Linked DNA regions of Mus musculus: regions 1 and 3 are each linked to region 2. The links are chromatin contacts, called in public promoter capture Hi-C maps. All regions are on one chromosome and are shown on one strand. Each heading gives the region's core, a stretch centred on a gene start, on an enhancer-like site or on the middle of the called end of the contact. The rest is flanking DNA. Distances are from core to core; before and after follow the strand shown.

What was found. Promoter capture Hi-C pulls out the DNA fragments that hold promoters and counts their contacts.
Region 1: a promoter capture Hi-C map of embryonic stem cells shows a contact between it and region 2, with 5 times the contacts expected there. The contact joins the promoter of Zw10 here to the promoter of Pts in region 2. A contact is called at or near these places in 16 of 39 promoter capture datasets (the 3T3-L1 cell line, 3T3-L1-derived adipocytes, the C10 cell line and 11 more), 7 of 484 Hi-C or Micro-C datasets (B cells, the C10 cell line, CD8 T cells and 4 more), 11 of 115 datasets of contacts at active chromatin or transcription factors (the 230-238 cell line, embryonic forebrain, embryonic limb bud and 6 more) and 2 of 9 other capture datasets (adipose tissue and liver).
Region 3: a promoter capture Hi-C map of liver shows a contact between it and region 2, with 6 times the contacts expected there. The contact joins the promoter of Zbtb16 here to the promoter of Pts in region 2. A contact is called at or near these places in 5 of 39 promoter capture datasets (cranial neural crest, embryonic stem cells, hippocampal neurons and 1 more).

The regions. Positions count from the first base shown.
Region 1 is chr9:49,053,085-49,057,078 of GRCm38.p6, forward strand. Zw10 (zw10 kinetochore protein) reads left to right here and starts at 2,497. Exons shown (of 16, transcript NM_012039.2): 1 at 2,497-2,703. The coding sequence starts at 2,599.
Region 2 is chr9:50,527,082-50,530,646 of GRCm38.p6, forward strand. It overlaps Pts (6-pyruvoyl-tetrahydropterin synthase), which reads right to left and starts at 1,575. Exons shown (of 6, transcript NM_011220.3): 1 at 1,476-1,575. The coding sequence starts at 1,555.
Region 3 is chr9:48,834,213-48,838,172 of GRCm38.p6, forward strand. Zbtb16 (zinc finger and BTB domain containing 16) reads right to left here and starts at 2,013. Exons shown (of 7, transcript NM_001364543.1): 1 at 1,842-2,013.

The sequences.
Region 1 (3,994 bases), core at 1,247-3,746, 1.5 Mb before region 2:
CCTTGCTTATTTTGAAAATAGCTACTGTGTTGTTTTTTGTGATCATTAAGTCACGTGACCGGGGCTCCAGACCTAGTACAGAACTCGCCACATAGTATTCCTCAGTGAAGGCACAGTGCAGGTTTTCAGAAATGTCATCTGTGGATTATTATTTTTTTTTTGTCATTGGGCATTTATTGTTTGCAACATTTCAAGTATTTAAAGTAAGGCTGAGAGGACTCCACGCAAAACTGCTTTCCAAGGACAGCCTGGCCACCTTAGAGCACAAGCTTTCTCAACCCAAGATTCTTTCTCTTCCCCCATGGAACAGGAACTACCTGTCCTATGCTCTATTAGGATGAGCTTGATTGGTTTAGGGACCCAATGTTGCAATGGACCTTGGGAGTCGGGATCTACCTAAGGTCCTCTCTCATAAGACTCCTTTTAAAGAATGAAAGATGCTTTCATCAAAGCAGTACATGTTTATTGCAGAACAACAGAAAGCAGAGAAAAGGATGCGAAGAAACAGCATAAGCCATTAAAGTCCACCCAGAGGACACCACACACACACACACACACACACACACACACACACACACACACACATCACACACCACACATACCCTAAACACACACTTTAGTTTTTGAGACAAGGTCTTTGTAGCCCTGCAGGCTTGGCACTCACTAGTAGACCAGGTTCACCTCAAACTCAGATATTCGCCTGTCTTTGCCTCCTCAGTGCTGAAAGCTTGAATCCAAAGTTGTGTGTGACCATGTATGGCCTGCACCTCTATTTTATTTTCTTAGAAAAAAAGGATCATACTATACTGTGTGAATATCTCCAAGTATGCAATACATACCAATAATGAGACGATTTTATTATTTTTAGTAATTCTTTTATATGTATGTGTCTCAGTGTATATATGTGCATCATATATGTACAGGAACCCTCAGAGGTCGAATGAAGACATTGGATTCCCTCGAATTGAAATTACAGGTGTTTTTGAGCTGCCTCACATAGGACTGGAACCCGGGTCCTCCACAAGGCTAGTTCTCTTAACTACTAAGTGATCTCTCAGTTGAAGAATGTTAAAGGTCAAGCTCTCAGTGCAAGAATTTTCCCTGCCATCAACGATAAAAAAGGACAAAGGGTAAATTAGCAAGAGAAAAGATGACATTTGTATAATAAACATCTTGTTTATTGGTTTTATTGCCTGCTCCAGGAAGGATGCTGGAGACAGATAACATCTGTTCTAAATCCCTACTGATTGAATTACCTGTATCTGCACCCTTGTCTCTGTTAATTTTATACTTTATGGTATTGCTGCACTAATGGCATTCCATTTGGCTATGTAAAACACTTGCTTGCTCTGCTGGTCAAGTAACAAAAAGTGTATAAAGGGGACAAGGATGCTCTTACAGCACGCATCCCTCTCCTACAAAGAGTGTCACGTTGGTAATAATGCCCAGTGGCTGTCTTTCAGGTCAGCCTGTTTTGCAAAGTGAACGAGTGATCTCATCTTCGCGGAACACTCTTTTGACCTTCAACAATGAAATAGTTCTAAAAAGCTATGGCTAGCTGGACATAGTGGAATAAGTGTATAATTCCTGTATACAGGAGGCTGAGGCAGGAAGATAGCTATGAATTTGATGCCTTCCAGGGCTACAGAAACCACGTCTCAAAACAGAGCCAAAAAAATCACTGAAAACTTTAAAATTAAACAACGATAAAAAGCCTTTGGTGAAATTTATTTGTAATCTCTGATAGGAAGTGATAAGAATCTTGTTCTAGGGGATTGCCCGGTGGCTAGAAGCACTCGTTGCCCTTACTCAGGACCAGGACTCAATTCCCAGCATCCACATGGTGGCTCATGTCATCTGTAAGTCCAGTTTCAGGGACTGGACTTACTTGCCTGCTTCTGACTTCCATGGACACAGCCAAAACATTCATACGTATCTTAGAAAGAAGGTTTTATAAAAGAATGTCTGTAGCACTTACAGGACCGTTACACTAAGTATAAATTTGTACCATATCCATGTATCAATATACTTAATATGAGGCACTATTAACAAACACTATTAGAAAGGTGCAATTGTGGGGATCCTTTCACTTATGTCACTCTCTCGCACAATTCCAGAGGGCAAAATTCGGGTAGACTTAGCTGCTGAGCCCAATGAATGAATAACAAAAAAGATCGAGATGATTCTGTAAGTATCGAGCTAGATAATCTCACAGGAAAACCTGAGATTACTGAGTATAGGGAGGGCCATAAAGGATTATTACCTGAAACATTCCGCAGTTTCTAGCGAAACCAACCCAACCCTACCCAAAATACAAGAAGAAAAAAACCGGCGGGAACAGACTGGCGTTTGAAAACCTGTAGGGAGCAGATGACGCCTGCGCACTTTGGTGCCTTCTAGACGCCACTGAAACAGCGGACGCCTGACGGCGCGAGGCCTCCTGGGAACTGTAGTGTGACCCTCTCCTGTGCGCGAGCGCCGGACCCCGTAGAACTCAGTTTCCCGGCAGGCCCTGCGGTGAGGCCGCTGGCGGGACCGGAGCTGCGGCGCTGGCAGCGGGGTTGACCTATCCTGTTTGTGTGGGTACGCTTCGTGGCGATGGCCTCTTTCGTGACAGAAGTCTTGGCCCACTCGGGGAGCCTGGAGAAGGAGGATCTGGGCACCAGGATCAGCCGCCTGACCCGGCGGGTGGAGGAGATCAAGGTGAGGGCGGGCCACAGGCTGCTGCCGCTGGGGAGAGCCGGGTGCGGAGCCTCCTGAGTTGGAGGCTCAGAAGTGTTGGGGGGCTGTTTGGAGCACGGCCGCAGAGCGGTTGGAGACCAGGGCCTGGGATTGTGAGGAGGAAAGGCCGTGGCTGTTTAGTGGTGGGGAGTGGGGCCAAGTTGGGCAAAAGTGAGCCGCTGATGGAGAAGACTGAAGAAACCTGCGGAGCCGGAGGTGGGACTGGAAGCCCGGATGTCCACTTAGGACAGGACAGCCGCCCTATCTGTCATCTCTACCCACTCCTTCATTTATGGATGGATGTAATAATTCTAGGAAAGTCGCGTCGTTCTCCTCGGATTTTCTTTTAACTGGTTGAATATGTTTATAAAAGTATTACTTCACGCACGGAACTTGAGGCATGCTGAGGGCTGATGAGCTGGTACCGGCATGAATATGCAACTCACAGCCATAGTTTTACTTCGTATTAGTGCTACCTGGCAAGCCAGGTCTTCAGTGGCTTTCTTTGAAAATGACGTGTACCTCACTAAGTCTGGACTTGGTAGGCGCTACCTAACAACTTTCTTCTTCTTCTTTTTTTCTTTCTTTCTTTTCTTTTCTTTTTTTTTTCCTAGACAGGGTTTCTCCGTGTAATAGCCCTCGTTGTCCTGGATTCAAGCTTTGTAGAACTGGCTGGTGTCGAACTCACAGAAATTCGCCTGCCTCTGCCTCCCGAGTGCTGAAATGGAAGGTCTCCACCATCCCACCCGCTCCTAACAATTTTTGATGTTAGAGTTCTTAATTTTATGTATTCATGCCACTGGCATTTCTGTAGTGTGGCTTACGGTTTTTTGTTTTTTAATGATCTAGGATGAGGACATTGCACTAGTATTTGTTTCATACATAAGTTTGAATCTTCAGTCAACTGAGAACTACTTTCTGTGCCTCAAGCAGGCATAGTCCTTGCACCTCCAGCTTTTTACCACTTTAAATGTATTTCTACACACACACACACACACACACATACACACACACACACCTCTTCCATCTCAGTTGTAGCCTCCTGCATAAAACAAATGCCTGACTTTTCTCCTGAGTCTTCTCTTTTGTACTGGGATGCTTTGTAACTGCTGAAGTATTACACTTCAGCCCCGTTTTTTGGCCAGTTTGGAGAATAGTATCTTTCCTACATAAAAGGAATTAGTTTATGGGCAAGCATAATTTACATCGTGCAGCGTGTTCAAGAAGATATTAAGTTGCTTTGAATTAAGGGAGATAACAAGACTCAATCCTT
Region 2 (3,565 bases), core at 325-2,824:
CTCCACTCTCTAATTAAACTAGATTACCACATAAATCATCCAAGACCTTCATCTCAACCCACTTAGTCCACAGTAAGATGTCAACAACTCTGCCCATAGTCAGCACTGTCTCTCCTGCCCTCTCTCTGTCGAGGTCTCCTCTATCCCTGGCTGGCCTCAAACTCACTAGGTAACTTAGCACGACTTCCAACTTCTGACCCTCTTGCCTCCACCTCCCAAGTCCTGAGATCTATGTAAGCAGGCACTGTGTAGTCAAGCACTCTACCTACTGTGCTACATCCCGGCTCCACCTTCCAATTCAACAAGCCCTGAGTATTAGCTATGGGATAAGAGATGAAGCAAGGAGCAGTGATAAGCACGAAGACATACATATCCTCCAGCGGCTTAAAAACGTCATTCCTCCTGACAAATAATGACCTCAGGCTCTTCTTTTCACAATCTTGCCCTCCTCTGCCTCAGCAGTTGCCTAGTGGAAACCTTACCAATGTGTTCCAGGACACTCAAGTCAGGTGAAACTTTAAACTTACTACACATGGCTGTCATTCCAGACAGAAAACAATTAGCTTAATGAATCTGTATCAGTCAACTTATCTGTGCATCCTTACTAACCTTGTGTGTAAGCTTCCTATTATAAAAATCCCTTTTGAGAGGCCGGAAGGATGGCTTAGCAGTTAAGAGTGCTTACTGCTACTGCAGAAGACCAGGGTTCAGGTCCCAGCCCACCCACGTGACAGCTCAGAAGCCTGTAACTCCAGTTTCAAGGAATCCTCTTTTGGCTTCCACAGACTCTTTCGTGCAAGCTGTGCACACAGCACACAAGCACACACAAACACAACTTTTTATTTAAATTCTTTAAACTCTTTCTTATCCCCTTCACTCTCTCCTACTGCGCACTTAGAGCAGTACAGCTCACAAGACTTTTGAAGAAAATTCTCACTGTACCCAACTTGACCACACGGAGGGGTGGGGGTAGAGGGATGACAAGTGTCAGCTGTTCCCTATGACAACCCTGTTGTTAGAAAAGGCCGTTCTCTGATGATGACATGCAGATCCAAAGAGCAAACCTTCAAGTGAGTAACGAAGCTCCCTTTGAAACCAACTCTCAGGTGCGGTCTTGTTTCTCTGGGATTCAATTCCCGACTGTGTTGCTCCTTTGGAAAGTATCAAGGCTGGTTTTACTTTTTTGGTAAAAGGGGGATGAAAACTACCTTGGGTTGCACCCGGTAGCCCATGCTCCTGTCATTGTACCTCTGGATGTGGGCAACCTCTGGAGGGAAACTCTCCAGAGTGGATCCTCCGGGATCGGAGCTATACCGCCCTCTCCCGGGTGAGTGCCGGTAGTGCAGCTCCGCACCTTCACCATTTCCTCTTCGGCCCGCCCCAGCTCGGCTCTAACCCACGCGCGTGGCCACGCCCCCCAGGGACATAGCGGGACAAGACCCGCGCGTGCGGTGACACACGTGGGCACACCCCACCTGTGCAGCCGGTGGCTCGCGCTGAAGGACACGAGGCGCGACAGTCGCGCGCGGCGACGAAGGTCACCCGCCGCGCTCATGGTCTTCGGACCGAAGACTCACAAGCTAGCGGTTCCGGCTTCCGGGACCGAGGCCAGTCCCGCCCCCGCGGCTGCGCAGTGCAAACTCGGCCCTCCCTGCCGAAAGCACTCCTGGGAGTGGTTTCGACTCGCGGCACCCTTCGGCCGACTTGGAGGCAAACACTAGCGCCCCCTGCTGTTCAGTCTTCGCTAGGCAGTCAGAAATACCTGGGGCCAGTGGGTGGGTGAGAAGCCAGAGGCCTGGATTTTTAAATTGCCAGGTTAGTTTGTGTCTTCTTCTTTCGCTTCATTTTTGACAGTCCTGGGTTTGACAAATCCAATGTCTGGGTGCCCTTATCAGATGTTCTCCAGCCCGGTACCACATTGAAAGTGTCCTTAACCAAAAAGAAACCCCAGCTAAGGATGGCAATGCACTGTCATTAGAGTTACCCTGCAGGCTGAAGCTGGGGCATTGATTTTAGGAGTCCCGATCTGTTCTAGGCAACATAGTAAAACACTAGCTTAAGTGGAAAATAAAGGAAAATTTTGACATCTCAATATCCAAGTGAGAGAATGTCATACAAAGAGACTTCCTCAAACCAGAGACAGCCAGAAAACAGATTCACCGTTCAGAGCCCTCAGAAGGAATACGCTGTTCCTGGTTTTAGATTCCTGGCTTTCAGAGTTTTTGAAATGGAAAGGTATTCCAGTGTAATCCCAACCGCTCTTGTGCAACATTTGCTGGTTCTGTGTTTAGATATTTGTCTCAGAAGGTTAGCTTCTATTAAATGTTGTCAGTCAGAGATGGCATATATCAGTGATCCCAGCACTGAGGCTGAAGCAGGAGGGTGACAAGCTCAAGGTCCGTCTCAAAAGGATAAAATCCTATACATAATTCAAATGGACACCTTTGGCAAGGCAGCCCCCACATCACCCATCCATTAATTAAATTTTAAAAACTAAATTAAAAAAAATGTTTACCCAAGTATCTTTGGCTGTCCTGGAACTTGGTCTGTAGACCAGACTGGCTTGGAACTCACCTGCCTCTGCCCCTCTGCCTCACAAATGCTCGGATTAAGGGCCTGCATTACCACCACAGTTAAGACCTTAATCCCAGATGCTTTAAGTATTAGACACATGTACTTCAGAACAACAAAATGGTCCCTGTTATCTGAAAATTCAGTTTAATGGGGGCAGTCCAACAAATAATATGTCAAGTGAAAAATTACCATTTCTGTGTCAGAGAGTAAAAGAAAGCTTCCAAGAGCAAATTAGTCTGAGATGGGTTTTAAGGAGTCCAACAGATGGGTAAATAGAAAATCCCAAGAGGAAAGAGTTTAAGCAAAGGAAATGTGGAAACGTAGCTTGCTTAATGCACAGTGACAAATTCTTGGCTACCTTGGGGTGCATGCAAAACGGAGGAGAGTGTATTGGAAATATTGACTGAAGACCAAGTAGTGGAAGAATTGTAAATGTCTTTCTACATATAACGGAAAAGAGACCCTGCCTTTCCCCTCCCATCTAGTTTTTCTCCAAGAGAAAGGAATTCCCAACTGTTAAAATAACATTTTCAGGCATAATGGAGTCTTGCTTGCCCAGATAAGTGTGGCCTACTCTCTGGTGCTATGCACACAGGAAGGAAAGGAGGAGAAGGAAGAAGAAGAGGAGGAAGAGGAGGAGGAAGAAGAAGAGGAGGAGGAGGAAGAGGAGGAGGAGGAAGCCAATCCTGGCCATCTTACATTCCGTTCTGCATCTTGCTTTCTTGTTGTAGGCTGAGCCAGGAGCAGGCCCTCTCATTCTCCTTTTCCTCTCACTTATGCACTGAGTACCACTGCTGTGTTGAGATAAAGTGAAGGTTCATGTGCAGGAAAGAGATGCATTCAGGTATGCGTGCTTCTCAGAAGTTAGAACCCATCGGGCCTGCATGTCTAGACAAGCTATGTTAAACCTCCATGTTTGATCTGAGGAAATACATGGGGTGCTTTTTCCCCATAGACATCTGCGAACATCCAGAGACTTATCCTCTCAAGG
Region 3 (3,960 bases), core at 763-3,262, 1.7 Mb before region 2:
TCTCCCAGAAAGTGTTCTGGATGACTGAGAGGCTCCCAACTTTGAACAGCCATTGGGACATAGGCAGAAAGACCTAACGGGATAAGGTCCCAACCTCTGTCTCTCTGTAGCCAACATTTCCCACAGCCTGGGGAAGAGGGTGGAGAGAGCTAGGCTCTCAGCCACTCTTCGCAGAGCTTGCCTTCACCCTCGACAGGAGTCTTAAAGACTCTTAGGTGCAAAACTCATGCGGAAAGAGTTAACAATAGTGGCTGGCCACTCTTATTGCCCACCCTAAAGTGGAAACGGAGGGCATCATCAAGAACGGTGAGATATCCATTCCTCAAAAGCTTCATGAGCACGGTGTGCTTTCGGGAGAGAGATCAGAGATTTGGAGAACTAAGGGGGAGAAGCCAAAATAAAGAAGGTTCGCTGCTCAAAGGAACCTTTTGGGCCTTGAGGGAAATCAAGGTGCCCTATCCCTAACCGGCGGCTCCGCACCCGCGATCCGACCGTCCCTAGGTGCAGCGATCAGCCGATTCTGGGCAAAGCCAGCGCTAACCCGCCAGAGCTCCGAGGATCGATGGTGCAACACACCCCTTGTTCCCAGAGACCCCCGCCGAGACTTGCATAGGACTTTGGCAAACTTGGGAAAGCAACTTTTCCCCAGGAGTCAGGTGCCTGGAAGAAAGGGAACAGAACTAAGAAAGGGGGAAAGCGAAAGAGCCTGGGGAAAGGAGAAGGTCCGAGCGGGCTGGACGCCGCTGCTAGGCCGGCCCGGCAGCGCAACCCCCCCAGGGGAGAAAAGGATGCACAAAAGCCTGGAGGCGAGTGGTGGGAGGCCAAATGAGAAGAGATCTCTGGGTCCTCCACCTTCCACCCAAGATCACGATCCCCGGGAAGTCACCAGCAGGGTCCCCGGCCTCCCGCACCAGCTGCCGGCGTGCCCGAGTCAAACACGCTGGGAGCGTGGCGGGGAGGAGGCGAGCTGGTTGCAGCGGTGCGCTCCTGTGCATTCCGGTGGGGTCCGCAGGCTGGCAGGATCGTGCGCATTTCGAGCGCGTGCGGGAGCGTGCGAGGGGCTGGGCAAGCTTGCAGCGCGCCAGGGTGGGAAAGACATCCCGAATGCATCAGGTGCAGAGCCGGGAACCCACCGTGCGCGGCCGGGAGCGCACAGCGAGCTCCCGCTCCACCGGCCGTTCCCACCGAGAGCCGAGGAGGACTCGGAGCGCCAGAGTCTCTCCGAAGCGTCCCTCTCTCCTTAAAAGAGGGCATCAAGTCCAATCAAAAAAAGAAGAAAAAAATCCCACCACGTTTTCTCTAAAGAAAACAAAACCCGATCGGATACCAGTCCCCTCCCACCCGACCCCCAGGTTCACTCCTTGCTTCCTCCGGGTCTAGCTCCCCAGCTCGCCAGCGAATAAACACAAATAAATAAGACACAATCCTATCTCACGCCAAGCGCACCGGTCCGCATACATATGAGCACCCACAGGCTCTCTGCTCCTCCGCCAGCCCTTGCCTGTACAAAGACACCCAGTCCCCGACTACACGCGCCCGCAGCCCTGGCAGACCTCCCGGCCTGCCACCTCTCACCCGGACCGGACCGTGCCCGGAGAAGAAAGGTTGGTGAGGCAGCTGTGCCCAAGCTGACAGCCTCAGCGCCGCTTTCTAGCTGACCCCCAACGGGCACTGGCGATCGCTGCTGCAGCAGCAACCAGAGAACCCCGCACGAGCCCAGCGGCCGAGTGGCCAAAGCTAGCACCACCCGCCTAAACCTCTCCCGCCCCAGGGCGCCCTGGCGGGAGGCGGTCGCTGGGCGGTGCGAGTCCTTCCCGGGTTTCCTACACACATACACTTACCGCTTACGGAGCCTGGAGCTTGGGGTGGGTGTGCGTGCCTGGGGGGTTAGGGGTGTGCCTGGATCGGGGAAGGGGTGTTGCTGGGGAACTGTTGCTCCGGATCTCACGGCGGCAGCGGCGGCATCGCCCGGCAGTTCGCAGTACCCGCTCTCGTCACCCTTAACTCCTCTCTGCCGCTAGGTTAGCAAATCACCACCGGCTGCGGCGCCTCCGCCGCGTCCCACGTCAACGCCGAGCCCCCTCCCCTGCGAGGCCCCGGCGCCTCTCCATCTTTAGTGCTGGCGGCCGAGCCCGGCTCCCTGCCCACAGCTGCCCCCTCCCCTCCCCCTGGCCGGTCCTGGCCCGCCCACCCCGCCCCACCCCCGCCCTGGCAGAGCCCGTGCGCTCTCCCAGCCCTGCCCTCCCTTCCCGGGCGCTCCCCTCCCTTCCCAGCGCTCGGCGCTCCGGGCTTCTCCTGACATCTAGCTGCTGCCCCGGCGGCAGCGGCTGCTGCTCGTTGGCTAGGTGGAGAGGGCAAAAGGTTGCAAAGGAAGAGGAGCCGCAGAGGACCTGGCAGTCCCCAAGGGGTCAGAAGGATGAGTGGGAGAAGCGGTTCCCACTTTAGCCCCAGGTTTTTTCATTTCCACTGGGCATGCGGTGTATCCCGCGCCCCTAACTCCCCCAACTCCAGTACTCAAGAGCGCAGTTTTGTCCCGTTTTTTATTATTTGCACCAGTTCAGTGTGTGGCTTCTAGCTTTTCACTTTTTCTCAGGATTCGGATCGCATCCTCCCTTACCCTAGCTTTAAATGGGTCGTTTCCCAAGTCCCAAACCAGGCCTCTGATGCCTGACCACAGGAGTTCGCCGGATTTGGCCAGATAAATCTAAAGGGGCCAGTAGAAATCTGGTAGGAGGCAGCACCTCGATTTTGCTATCTAGATTGTTGCACACTGAGATGCGAAGGCCTGAGTAGTAATACTTTCTCACTCCTAATCTCGGGCATCCTCCCCGCCCGCACGCCCCCCCCCATCTTCCCCGGCCCCAGGAACCTGGATGGAAAGTTCTGAAGATTCTGCGCCTAACTCAGCTCTGCCTTCAGGAGCTACTGGAAGCTTGGAAGAGCGCTGGGCCGCTCCAGAGTACTTTCTTCCCTCAGCGGCTGGACCATTTTAAAGGGCGTACTTGAGATGACAAACCGTAGGGTAGAAAGACCAAAGGAAAAAAAATATTCCTTCTACCCGCGGAAAGCACCGTCTCCTCCTTTGCACACGAAGCTAGGCAGGGAATTGAGGTTGGAGGGTTCTTTTCTGAGCACTGGCCTCCGGCCAAAGCCCCAGCGCAGTGTTATTGGGGGTGTGGTGGAGAGCGCCACCCAGGGGTCTCAGAAAAGTCACCCACACAGCCCCACCCTCCAGTCCTAAGGTATTAGTTCCAGGCTTCAGTTTAGGGGTGCTGTGTTCTTGGCTTACCGCGGATCTCCCACAGGACCCACAGAATCGTATCTTGATTCCCCAGGAGCTAAAGGAGAAGGAAAGTGGGCGGTGAATGGAGACAAAAAAACCCACGAAGACCAGGTGGCAGAGCTTACACAAGATCTGCACGGGGGTCTGCTAACGTGGTGGTCATTTATAATAACAAGGCATCCTAACAATTGACACTCCCAGGTCTCAGATTAGCAGTGGGAGAGAGAAGTCCGCAGAACCGAGCACTGGGAAGCAAAGGAAGAAAACTACAATTGAGTTACCCTCTCATAGGCAGTGTCATGTGGGTGAGACAAGGCGAAACCCCCCTACCCCAGTCAGTTGGTATACAACAAAAAACACCTTGTGTAAAGGCTACCTGATTCTTTCAAGTTAAGGCGAACCCTCTGTAAGAAGTAGGGGATTTGAGGACGTTAAGAAGGAACTGCCATCTATAAAGAAAGCAAGAGTGGATGAGCAGAAGGGAACAGGAAAAACACACACCCCCCTGCCGTGAATGCCTGGCCATGGGAATGGAGCATTGAGCTTGTTGAGTTCCTGTCTAAAGAAGGCTTGCTATCTAGGGTCCACATCCACCTACCACCCTCTCTCCAGCAGTCACCGGAGAGGCACACGATTAACCTCTGATCCTATTCTACCATTAATCCTCAAATCAGAGA